Regions from separate parts of the Bombyx mori genome. Here region 2 is linked to region 1. The links are chromatin contacts, called in public Hi-C maps. All regions are on one chromosome and are shown on one strand. The core of a region is the stretch at or near the end of the contact, and the rest is flanking DNA. Distances in the headings are between cores, read along the strand shown.

Region 1 (6,196 bases), core at 2,710-5,209:
TTGTATTCATGAATTTAAGTCTTGTTTACTGCGTAGTCTATTAGGGGTGTTTTTTTTTTCATTTAATTTTTATTTCTTTTTAACAGGGAGAAGTCTTCGGACTAGTAACCGCGTAAGGTCATAAAATATCCTTAAATATCCTTTTATCAATCGGTTTAATGTAATTTTCACCAAATTTAAGAAGAAGAATGAATGAATGAATGATGAATGATTTATTTCATTTCAGACAACATTAAGTCCATATGTGTACATAGTATCTTTGAAACGCACTCAAAATTAACAAAACCAATCAAATAAAAAAGATACATTTATTAAAAGTAATTATCAGTTCAATACATTTCAAATATGCCATTCAACTGATACTTACTTCGAACCAACCATTACTATTATTATTATTTTTTTATTTTTTATTGCCTAGATGTGTGGACGAGCTCACAGCCCACCCGGTGTTAAGTGGTTACTGGAACCCATAGACATCTACAACGTAAATGCGCCACACACCTTGAGATAGAAGTTTTAAGGTCTCAGTATGGTTACAACGGCTGCCCCACCCTTCAAACCGCAACGCATTACTGCTTCACGGCAGAAATAGGCGGGGCGGTGGTACCTACCGGTGCGGACTCACAAGAGGTCATACCACCAGTAATTACGCAAATTATAATTTTGCGGGTTTTGATTTTTATTATACGATGTTATTCCTTCACCGTGGAAGTCAATCGTGAACAATTGTTAAGTACGTATTTCATTTGAAAAATTGGTACTCGCCTGCGGGATTCGAACACCGTTGCATCGCTACGAATACACCGGACGTCTTATCCTTTAGGCCACGACGACTTATTATTTAGTCCGCAAGTGAACCATGGTACAATGGTTCAAGTACCGACAGTCATAATCATAGAAGAGGGATCGACGGTAGTACAATAATTGCATTGCTTGCGTAATAATCGTGTTTTTTTTTGTTTTTGCCCGCTTTGACAAAGAAGGACGCCTATGTTCGATTGTATTAATTTGCTGTTTTTTTTTTATGAATGAGGGATTAGTCGTGGCCCAGAGGCCTTTCCAGTTTCACACGGACAGGTGGGTGAGCAAGGGCTTAGCCAGAAGGGGTTGAATTTGCTAACAACTACCCGAGCGCCTAGGGAGACCTAACAACACCTTAAAAGTAGCTGCTTCACGAATGAATCTACTACCGGATCGAAATCGCAGAAGCTCAGCAGGCTGATGCATACTGTCGAAAACTGCCGAGTTTGACGAGGAAGGTTATCGGGGTCCCTAAGTCTGATCGTAGCGTTGGAGCTGAAGACGTCTAATGCAAGAGTTGGATCTGATGGATCCGTAAGGGCGTGTCTAGGGCGTCGATATATTGAACGATCAGTTCGTTCATTTGGTATTAAGTTGTTATACCTTTTCTTTTTCCTTCTTGTTAGCCGTCTTGACCAGTCTTGAAAAGTCACATTGTCAAATCTCCGTCTGAGTCTACGTCTTTTAGTCATTGTAGGTCGTATATCCTGTCAAAGAGGTTGCACGCCACGAAATTTAACTTTACCGATATCATGTCATTTATGTTTAATTAGAAAATTCTTATTTTTTTAAGGGTTTTATGTCAAAATGGTCCCATTCTTAAAATTCAAGTCGTCGTGGCCTAAAGGATAAGACGTCCGGTGCATTCGTATCGAGCGATGCACCGGTGTTCGAATCCCGCAGGCGGGTACCAATTTTTTTATGAAATACGTACTTAACAAATGTTCACGATTGACTTCCACGGTGAAGGAATAACATCGTGTAATAAAAATCAAACCCGCAAAATAATAATTTGCGTAATTACTGGTGGTAGGACCTCTTGTGAGTCCGCACGGGTAGGTACCACCGCCCCGCCTATTTCTGCCGTGAAGCAGTAATGCGTTTCGGTTTGAAGGGTGGGGCAGCCGTTGTGACAATACTGAGACCTTAGAACTATATCTCAAAGTGTGTGGCGCATTTACGTTGTAGATGTCTATGGGCTCCAGTAACCACTTAACACCAGGTGGGCTGTGAGCTCGTCCACACACCTAAGCAATAAAAAAATAAAAAAATTCATTGAACTCGGTTTAGAACTGTTGTATATTAAAAATGTAAAAATATAGGTATATTTAATATTAAAATCCTAAGATTCCTGTTCTTGTTCATGTTTAAGCGTTCGCGCTTCGTTTATCGGATTATTATAATTTTACGCCGCCGGTAACTACATTACCGATCCTGCGGACAGAATGGAAAGCAGTCGACGTCGCCCAAAACACGTCATCTCGGATCCTCCCGATCCACTAACGGTGCTTTTAGGTACTTCAAGCACCGGTCACCGTTCTCGTCGAACCCGTCGCTTGCGAAGAAGGGCTCGACGAGTAAATTAACTATCAGACACAGCCCACTGAGTTTCTCGCCGGATCTTCTCAGTGGGTCGCGTTTCCGATCCGGTGGTAGATTCTGCGAAGCACGGCTCTTGCTAGGGTTCGTGTTAGCAACGTCATCAGGTTTGAGCCCCGTGAGCTCACCTACAAACGTTAGGGTTACGCTGAAATAGCCCCTAAGGCTATCAGCTTAGGTAGGAAAATTATTAATAATAATAATAATAATTTTACGAATATTGTAGCGGTCTCAATTAAGTTTTCTTCTAGTTGTATGACGTTTATCAGCGTGGAATACCAGTACCGTGGCGCGCACTACATATGCATACTAATAAGTTTAAATAATGGATAATACTCCCAGTGTGTTCGTATCGAGTGACTATGTCGATAATTATTGTAATATCGTAATTAATCCCTAGAAATTATAATTTGCGTAATTACTATATAATTTAGACATAGGTCTCTTGTCGCAAGATACGTGGCGGTATGTACGTTGACATATCTTTAAGCTCCAGTAAACACTAAATATCGGGTAGGTCTTTAGTTCGTCTATATATATTCGCAAAAAAAACTGAATCACTAACCAATCCTGGAAACCCACGTTTAATTAATGTGAGCTAATAGTTAGTATGCAGAACGTAAAAACCTTGTTATGTAACTGTTTTAATACAAATAGAAAGTGCAGAATTAATGTATTGAATTCTTTAATATTCATATCTACTATGTGTATTAGAATAGATCGCGTATTTTTTGGATTTTTTTTATTGAATCTTAATAATACCATATATACTAAATAGCAACAACCCACCTAAATTGTACATAACATCAATGATTTATATATTTAGTTATTTTTTATTTATTTTTATATTATAGTTAGTTAGAAAAAAATATATTATTAATTTATCCCCGCTGTTACAAGGTTACGTTGTTGAATTTTGACGAATTGTCAGATGTTACCTATTAAAATTACCTCACGTTAATATATAATATTTTAACTCGCATAGTGGCATGACGTATTGTGAGACCGCGTTGGAATAAATATTGACTGGAATAATTATCGTTGGAATAATTATGTACTGCCTTTAGTATTTATGCACTTCATTTCGAATAATAGAAGCGGTGTTATAATAAAAATAATGCGCACACAACCTTACATTTTAAGTGGGGATACCAACATTCTTGCACCTGTGTTCCGTTAAACATTAAATACCAGTTGGTCTGTAAACGCGGCTCGGTATTCAAATGCGGAATTATTAATACGAAGCGGGAGCTCATTGTATTTGGTCTTATCTCTGGGCTTCGTCTTTCTGGGCAGATAAAGTATTTATAAATACAACACAAAACGTTTCGTCAAAATCGGTTCAGATGCTGTTTTCGGTACGCGTACATCATCGGTGATAATCCTAATCTCACAAATCCTTTGAACCTATACAAAGTCACTTTGGTTTTCGTTGTTTTGTACCTGTTCCATGGCGTGGTTTCGGAGGATTTATCTGAAATGATCCTCATCATCAATACCTTACGGCACCTCTAGTCACCGAGCCAGACCTCATCTGTGCTTCCTGGAACCACGGCGCGTACTCACAGTGGAATAGATCCTCACGCCCAAGCACTACAATTGTTCTACCACAAAAGACGTTCGAAAAGATTTTTCGGAACTCAATTTTGTCGAGCGACAATGAGCAAACATCAGCAAATGGGCCATACATTAACATGTCTTCAAAGGGAACAAAAACATATATATTGTATACATATATTATACTCGTAGCACCGGGCGGCATACGGAGTTCTACACTAATATAGAAAAAAAATGTACATTATTATAAAGAACAATATACTTTGGTGAGTAGTCGAAGATACAGAGAATTATAACGGTAATTATAACGGTCTTCTTTTAGCTCTGCAGATGTGCCGATATCACTACATAGTATAAAACAAAGTCGCTTTCTCTGTCCCTATATCCCTATGTATGCTTAAATCTTTAAAACTACGCAACGGACTTTGATGCAGTTTAGAGCGATTGAAGAGGAAGGTTTATATGTATAATAACATCCATTAAATAGTGGAGAAATCAATAATAAATTACAGTTTCCGAAGCGAAGCGACGGCGGGTCGCTAGTGATAAATAAAAAGCTTGAGCACGCGTGATAGCGGTACTCTTTTCACGTCATTACGGATCCTCTCGATCCATTAACGGTGTTTTTAGGTACCACAAGCACCGGTCACCGTTCTTGTCGAACCCGTCGCTTGCGACGAAGGGCTCGACGAGCGAATTAACCCACACAACCTACTGAGTTTCTCGCCGGATCCTCTCAGTGGGTCGCGTTTCCGATCCGGTGGTAAATTCTGCGAAGCACTGCTCTAGCTAGGGTCAGTGCTAGCAACACTGCGGTTAGAGCCCCGTGAGCTCACCTACATGTTAGGGCGAAGCTGAAATAGCCTCTTAATGCTATCAGCATAGGCAGGAAAAAATATATTATCTTCTTGATTAATATAAGAATGTAAAATGTGTGCTTTGTACGTACGTGGTTCATGCGTCCGTTCGTCGTTTATTTGATTGTGTTAAACCTTTGTACTGTTGTGGTTCGTACTTCGTGGTAGGTTCTGGCGTTGTACCCACAACGAAATCTAATTGGCGCGTAATTGGTTTCAATAAAACTGTATAAATATCATCGTGAATGATCAAATAAAAGACGTACGTTACCAAAGTAAAAAAAAATGTGATTTTCAAAAACACGTTTGTTTGATTCTAAAAATATATTTGCGCCTTCACAGACTTCTCAGATTCAGCCTTCTCACGAAATCATACTTTATTTTATTGGAGCTAGAGGTCACTTCTGACACCTTTTAGCTGCTAACCGCCATAGATACTTTTGAATGTATAAAAAGATAAGTTTATGTACAAAATACATGGTCGCGGGGAAGGTTATGTTTCGTACAATACTGTTTTAATTGAATCGTTTGAACAGAAAGATAGATTTATGTTTATGGGTGGCGCGCTTAGAAATTGTATTCCCGATCCTGCGGACAGAATGGAAAGCAGTCGACGTCGCCCCAAACACCTCATTTCGGATCCTCCCGATCCACTAACGGTGCTTTTAGGTACCTCAAGCACCGGTCATCGTTCTCGTCGAACCCGTCGCTCGCGACGAAGGGCTCGACGAGTAAATTAACCCTCAGACACAGCCCACAGAGTTTCTCGCCGAATCTCAGTGGGTCGCGTTTACGATCCGGTGGTAGATTCTGCGAAGCACGGCTTTTGCTAGGGTTCGTGTTAGCAACGTCGTCAGGTTTGAGCCCCGTGAGCTCACCTACTAGTAAAGGTTACGCTGATATAGTCTCTCAAGGCTATCAGATTAGGTAGGAAAAAAAAATTACAAAAAAAAATTAGAAATTGCACGAGTAGTGTTATCTACTTTACCTATTACCATCCAAAAGTGGTTCTTAAAACCATTAAGCCCGGACCACGTCTTACTGTGAGCAAGGTCACGAGAATAACAAGGCGATCGAATCGTGTTTTAGTATCCTTACATTTAAGGAAGTAGGTACCTACTGATCGTCATTTGTTTATTCAGTATGCTAGCACTGTATATGACGATTATGTTTAACTACTATAACCCGGCCCGTTCTTCTGGACAATATATGATTTGACTTTGATTCGATCATCATTAAACTTAACAGGATCATCCGCTGAAGATTGTTTGAAAATTTAATCGATATCGTTCCCAACGTTTTGGAGTCTATAGTGAACATACATTTAATATAAATGAACATAATATTTTATTAAATCCGCGCTGTGGATATTAATTATTTTA
Region 2 (6,196 bases), core at 2,014-4,513, 46 kb after region 1:
CCTCGTTAGGGAGCGCTTAGGCAGTAGTGAAAGTGGTTAATAAACTCTCCCCTCTCGGCTGTGTTCTCCGTCCGTCTTATTGAGTCTGGTATAGCCTCCAGCAGCTCCTCCGTCTTAAAACGGTAAAACGCTTTCTGGGATGACATAGTTGACAAATTGGATTTCTAACCGAAGTTTTTAGCTACTAGTTGCGTACACAGGCATAACAATATGTCTACTAAGCGTCTAGTAACTACCGTCGTCCATATTATATACTAGCCACATCGATATATTACCACTAGATAACGCATCACATACAAAAACCAAACACAAAAATGGCATCGACTAACTGATCTGACTACACCATCAAGTGGAGAAAAACGATGTATAATATAATAATTGTAACCTAAACTATGCCTTTTCCCCAAGCAATAAAGTGCAGTTTAGATTATTTTAACATTCACTTACATTCTTACGCCATGAATGACAGAAAAAGATAGTTTTTTACAATAACTTTTATTCCAAATTTAACCTTATCTCCTTAAAAATAAAGCAAAAATTTACACGCATAGCATTTTACTTACGCCCTTTTAAACTTACGATATTAAGACTTTACTGCTCCGAACAGAGTATTACGGAGTCGCACTTTATACTTTTTTTGTAAGAATATTTTGAGTAATTTTTTTATTTTTTTTTATTTTTAATTCATATTCATTCAATTTTTTCAATTTAATTCCATATGATTAACAACAAATATTGTATAACTATAGATAATTATACCTGAGTTAGCTATATTGTACCTTGCACATCGGTGGGGAAAATGGATAAGAGCTTTTTAAATCACAACAACATAATCCCCATCAAATTGTTTTATTTATTAAATACATGTCAGATTCGGTAAAATGGTCTGCACAAACCACACTGGAGCAATTAGGTTTGAAATAATTGTTGCTTCTTTTTTCTTTTATTACTCTGTTATTAAATCTGTAAAAATGTAAAAACAAATTCCAGTTTACAGATTTCACTTCGCCGTCCATTGTACAGACGTCTGTTGCATTCGTATCTGATCTAGCGATACACGGGGTGTTCGAATCCCAGGCGGGTACCAATTTTTCTAATGAAATACGTACTTAACAAATGTTCACAATTGACTTCCACGGTGAACGAATAACATCGTGTAATAAAAATCAAACCCGCAAAATAATTTGCGTAATTACTGGTTGTAGGACCTCTTGTGGGTCCGCACGAGTAGGTACCACCACCCCACCTATTTCTGCCGTGAAGCAGTAATGCGTTTCGGTTTGAAGGGTGGGGCAGCCGTTGTAACTATACTTGAGACCTTAGAAGTTATATCTCAAGGTGGGTGGCGCAAATGCGCAAATGGCAGCGTAAATACGCTGTAGATGTCTATGGGCTCCAGTATAACCACTTAACTCCAGGTGGGCTGTGAGCTCGTCCACCCATCTAAGCAATAAAAAATAAAAAATTATGTGACTCCACTACACTTGTTCTGAAATAGCCCTATTTCATCCTTGTCTTGCATGTAACCGTTATTATGTGTGCGAAAGAAATAACTGCGAAGCAAAATAATAGGATTTAATTTCTTGAAGTACTAATTTGGTAAGAATAACTGATTTATTTCAAATATTTATCATTTTAATAAAAATTATAAAACGTTAATAAAAATTATAAAACTTACCAAAAATACTAAATTTCATGTTGTTTTCTCTTTATAAGCGTGTTTTTTACATCTTTTTACAGCGCATTTTAGGATCGTTCCATTCGACGGTCGGCGTGACACTGACGGCAAAACAGTGCTTAATATGAATCTAAGCACTGTTTTGTTTGGTTACTTTTGACGCCTTTACGCGGGATCTAGTGGTAATATATCGATGACTAGCCATTACAAAATATAGAGGGTAGTTTTTTTTTTTTTAAGATTGCTCTTTTAATTGGTTCTACTTAATTGAAGAACGAGCTCAGACCCTTTTTAATATTTAGTCCTCAAAGGAGCTGGCTTTTGCTTGTTGCAGGATAGGATGCGCACTAGTAGCTACTATCGTCCTGCCTATTTCAGTCGCGAAGCCCTCATTTGTTAAGATTTTAAGGATGATTATACAATTCAATTGAGTTGACGATCTGACATCACAAGGTGTGGCGGCATTTAAGCCTGTCATAACTATGGTACTATGCAAATATGGTGTTTAATTAATATTAAAATCCGGTCTCAATGTTTTTTTTATTTGTTTACTAAATAAATTTTGGTTTTTCCGATGTTTGCCGATTCGAATTTCCTTCAGCTACAATTCTCATTACGCTGCGAGCTGACACTCCTGTAGCCTCTGCTACTTACTAATTTATTTATGTTCATATATTATCATATTTGTGTTCAATACTTTCTTTGTCTTGTCACCCTTTCGTCTGAGAAAAAACTGTGCACATTGTAAATTAAATTTTTCACTAGTCGTGTAATTGTGGTGTGGTGGACCCATCTTGGGATATTTTATCTCGTGTATGTTTGGAATAAACTGGTGAGAACAACTTAATCGTCTAACCGTCGCGGTGGTCGACTCTTAGATTATACACTTAAGGTCGACGGCAGACTGAGTTAGCTTGACGTTTGTCTACCTCCCCGGCCCTGCCGCTCACATACCACAGGCGGCTTCAGCGCACCTATACTAAACTAATATTGGGCCGTTTTCCAATTACAGCACAAGAGCGCATTATGCGGCATAATGCTCAACTAAGCTTCAGCGTAATTCGGCATTGTGCGTCACTGAGTCGCATTATGCTCTGTAATTGGAAAACTACCATTAAGTAATGGTTAATTGGAAAACGGCCTTGATAAACTTATCTTTTTAGATTAATTTGAAGTTAATATGTCATGTGTGTCATGTATATCTTTACTCACTGCTTCACTGATCTTCGACAGTATCTGGGGCTAACCGCTTCAATCGGTATTAGGAGTCATCTACTTACTCTCTGCCTCGAAATGTGTTAGACACCAGCGCCTTTCATGGCGATTATTGCGCGTACGTGTGTTTGCTAAAATAGTTTAATAGGCGTTTAGACTCAAATTTGTAACCAATTTGCCGCCTACAGAAGAATGCGGCTTATTTTTGTCCGTGGCATTATGGTCTCTCGGTGCTTTACGCTCTCAAAGCACCGACTGCCTTTCAAAGTTTGACGTGCAACCTAGCATATGAGTTTCTCGCCGGATTCTCTCAGTGAGTTGAGATTCCGATCCGGTGATAAACTGCGAAGCGCTGCGCTTGTTACTGACCAGCGTTAGCAGCTTTTTCAAATTGAGCCCGTGAGCTTACCTATCGGTCCGTAAGTAGATAGGATAGACTCATAGGCTACCAGCGAATACCAGGGGAAAATAAAAAGACTTATCGCCGTCTCCTCTTTTCGAAGGCCACAAAAATGTCTACTGCCTTAGTAATCAATGATCAGCTTGTATTAACCATTCTAAAAATCTTAAAAGTACAAAATGCGCCACAGAACATGGCTACGTACGAATTTAGTACACTCACTAATACTAAAGTGCAGTGAACTTAGTGTATTGAGAAGCTTAGATAGTCGAGACCGGACACGTTCGAACAGGACTGCGTTTTGCAGTGTTCCTTTACCTTTTACCTTGTACGTAATTACTGCTCGAGCGATAGTGAGGAAAACATCACAAACTGAATCGATATTTTCACCGATTCGATAATTACGATTATCGATATATTGATTTAATGTCAATTCAAATTCAAATTTTGATAAACTATACATTGTGTCCGATTTTTTAAAGAATTGAGATTGAGAATTGAGATTACTACAACTAAGTAAAGTTGATAAGTAGCAACTAGAATTCGAGGTGGTTGGGTTCGCGTAGTGATCATTCAAGGCAGTTGCTTTCTCTTTGTGTTCTATAAAGATTTTTATCTCTGTAAACCATTATATGAATAAGCAGTTCATAAGATAATTTATAATTTTAACAGAGAGATGTTACTGAAATAAGCGAATATCAATATAAATGCATAACATTAATCGATAACAATGCGTAATCGATGCTCCTACAAATGTACACCTATCTAAACCCAAGACCTACAAAAACGAAACTAAACTCTTAAACCAAACAAAAACCGCCATGCTTCGCCCGGGAGCTATTTAACTTGAATAAAAAGATTTAATCTAGTCATTTAGTGATAAATATTAATAATGACAAATAGAGTATTATATATATTATTTAAAAGAAATTAAAATGGGGCAAATTTGTAAATTCCAAGAAATTAAAACAAGAAAATACTTCGCCAATACCATGAAAATTTTCAAGACTGAACAATCACTTAATATTATTAATCGCTTTAAAAGTGAATTCAAAGTAGTGTACTGTTTGAGTTTTTTTATGAAACTTGTTTCAAGAATCAGATTCAGTGGGTAAGTAATTAATTTAGTATAAACAATAATAAGTTTTTTTTTTTGTAATTCTCCATCTTTATTTGTCTTGGTGTAAATTAAATCTTAAATATTATTAATCAAAGAATTTTCTACTACTTTAGTCAACAAACAAGCACGAATGGCGAGTGGCAGCTCACCTAATGCTATGTGGTCACTGCCAATGGACATTGGCAAAACATCTTTTTTTTATTGTTTAGATGGTTGGACGAGCTCACGGTCCACCTGATGTTAAGTGTTTACCGAAGCCCATAGACATCTACAACGTAAATGCCGCCACCCACCTTGAGACCTTGAGTCAGTGCTGCCAACTCTACCAACTTTTCGGTAAATCTACCAACTTTTAGTGTCGTAATCAAACATAACACTTTGTAGCAAAAATCTACCAACTTTTGAAGTTTTCAAAAAGTTCAAATCAAACCTCCATGAAAAAAATATTGAAACTATTTTTTTTTTTCGTAATATTTACAATTATCACTATTTTCTATTGATATTTTGAATATTAGCGGCCTCTAATTCTGTTTTATCATTGGATTTCTAATAAAAATAGTTCCAAGATGTCTTATCCAATCGAAAAGTAAATGAAGGATGCCAGATTCTTATTGGAGGGTCTCAAAGTATGGGTGATAGATCTACCAATTTTTCATAGTAGGGTTTGTTGGAAACTACCAACTTGTAGAACCCTATTTCCCACCTTGACGAATATCGAGTTGGCAACGCTGCCTTGAGTTGTAAAGTCTCACTTTTAACAGTACAACGGCTGCCACAACCTTCACAACCGAAACGCATTACTGCTTCACGTTAGAAATATTCAGAGTGGTGGTACCTACCTACCCGTGCGGACAAGACGTTTTACCACCAGTAATTATAATTTTGCGGGTTTGATTTTTATTACACGATGTTATTCCTTCACCGTCGAAGTCAATCGTGAACATAAGTTAAGTACGGATTTAATTGGAAAAATTGGTACCTGCCGGCGGGATTCGAACACCAGTGCATCTCTGCATATGAATGCACCGGACGTCTTAACCTTTAGGCTACGACGACTCTGTTTACCGTTAAATTCATGCTTTAAAATTCGATTAAATAAGTACATTTGGAGAACATTCCATAGCTCCGAGGGTGCCATTTTGTTTAAAGGAAAATTAGTCATTCCATATATTTTTTTGTTTTTCCTGCCTATGCTGATAGCCTTGAGAGGCTATTTCAGCTGCACCCTAACGTGTGTAGGTGAGTTCACAGGGCTCAAACCGGAGTGTTTCTAACACTGACCCTAGCAAGAGCAGTTTGCTTCGCAGAATCTACCACCGGATCGGACACGTGACCCACTGAGCTGATCCGGCGAGAAACTCAGCCGGCTGTGTGTCTATGGGTTAATTCGCTCGTCGAGCCCTTCGTCGCAAGTGACGGGTTCGACGAGGACGGTGACCGGAATCATTCCAAAGCCTTTTAGAACGAATGAAAAAAAAATTGGATCTGATAGTTTTTCAAAAGTCTAATAGATAAATTTTCTAATATCCGAGTTAAAAAGTGATAGTGAAAGCTAGGGCACGAGCACGTCTGGGCTAATTATTTAGCAGTACAACAGGCCCAGAAGTACAAATCAACTGCAAGTTCGATTTCCTCAGGTTTCAGGAAATATTGTTCTATCACAAGCTGAAAGAAACAACATTTGTAGAACACAAACCAGTAGGTATGTAATGCATGCACTATTTTAATGCTTTTAAAATATTTTTCTCTCTGTTCTGGTGTTATTTTGTTTTACTTTATGTTG

The links. A called contact is a pair of places that touch in the nucleus more often than the background predicts.
Region 2: a Hi-C map of posterior silk gland shows a contact between it and region 1, with 1.9 times the contacts expected there. The contact joins two enhancer-like sites. A contact is called at or near these places in 4 of 7 Hi-C or Micro-C datasets (midgut, posterior silk gland and whole pupa).

Annotation. Positions count from the first base shown.
Region 1 is chr25:8,998,817-9,005,012 of ASM3026992v2, forward strand. All of the region lies in intron 4 of Brf (TFIIB-related factor), which reads left to right. It also overlaps a transcript of LOC692861 not described here. Among protein-coding and RNA genes, the nearest start is that of LOC692861, 4.2 kb to the left of the region's middle. Within about 2 kb of position 3,960, at least 1 of the 8 cell types and tissues checked has open chromatin away from gene starts, as enhancers often do.
Region 2 is chr25:9,045,453-9,051,648 of ASM3026992v2, forward strand. No RefSeq gene overlaps it. Among protein-coding and RNA genes, the nearest start is that of LOC101743010, 5.1 kb to the right of the region's middle. Within about 2 kb of position 3,264, at least 7 of the 8 cell types and tissues checked have open chromatin away from gene starts, as enhancers often do.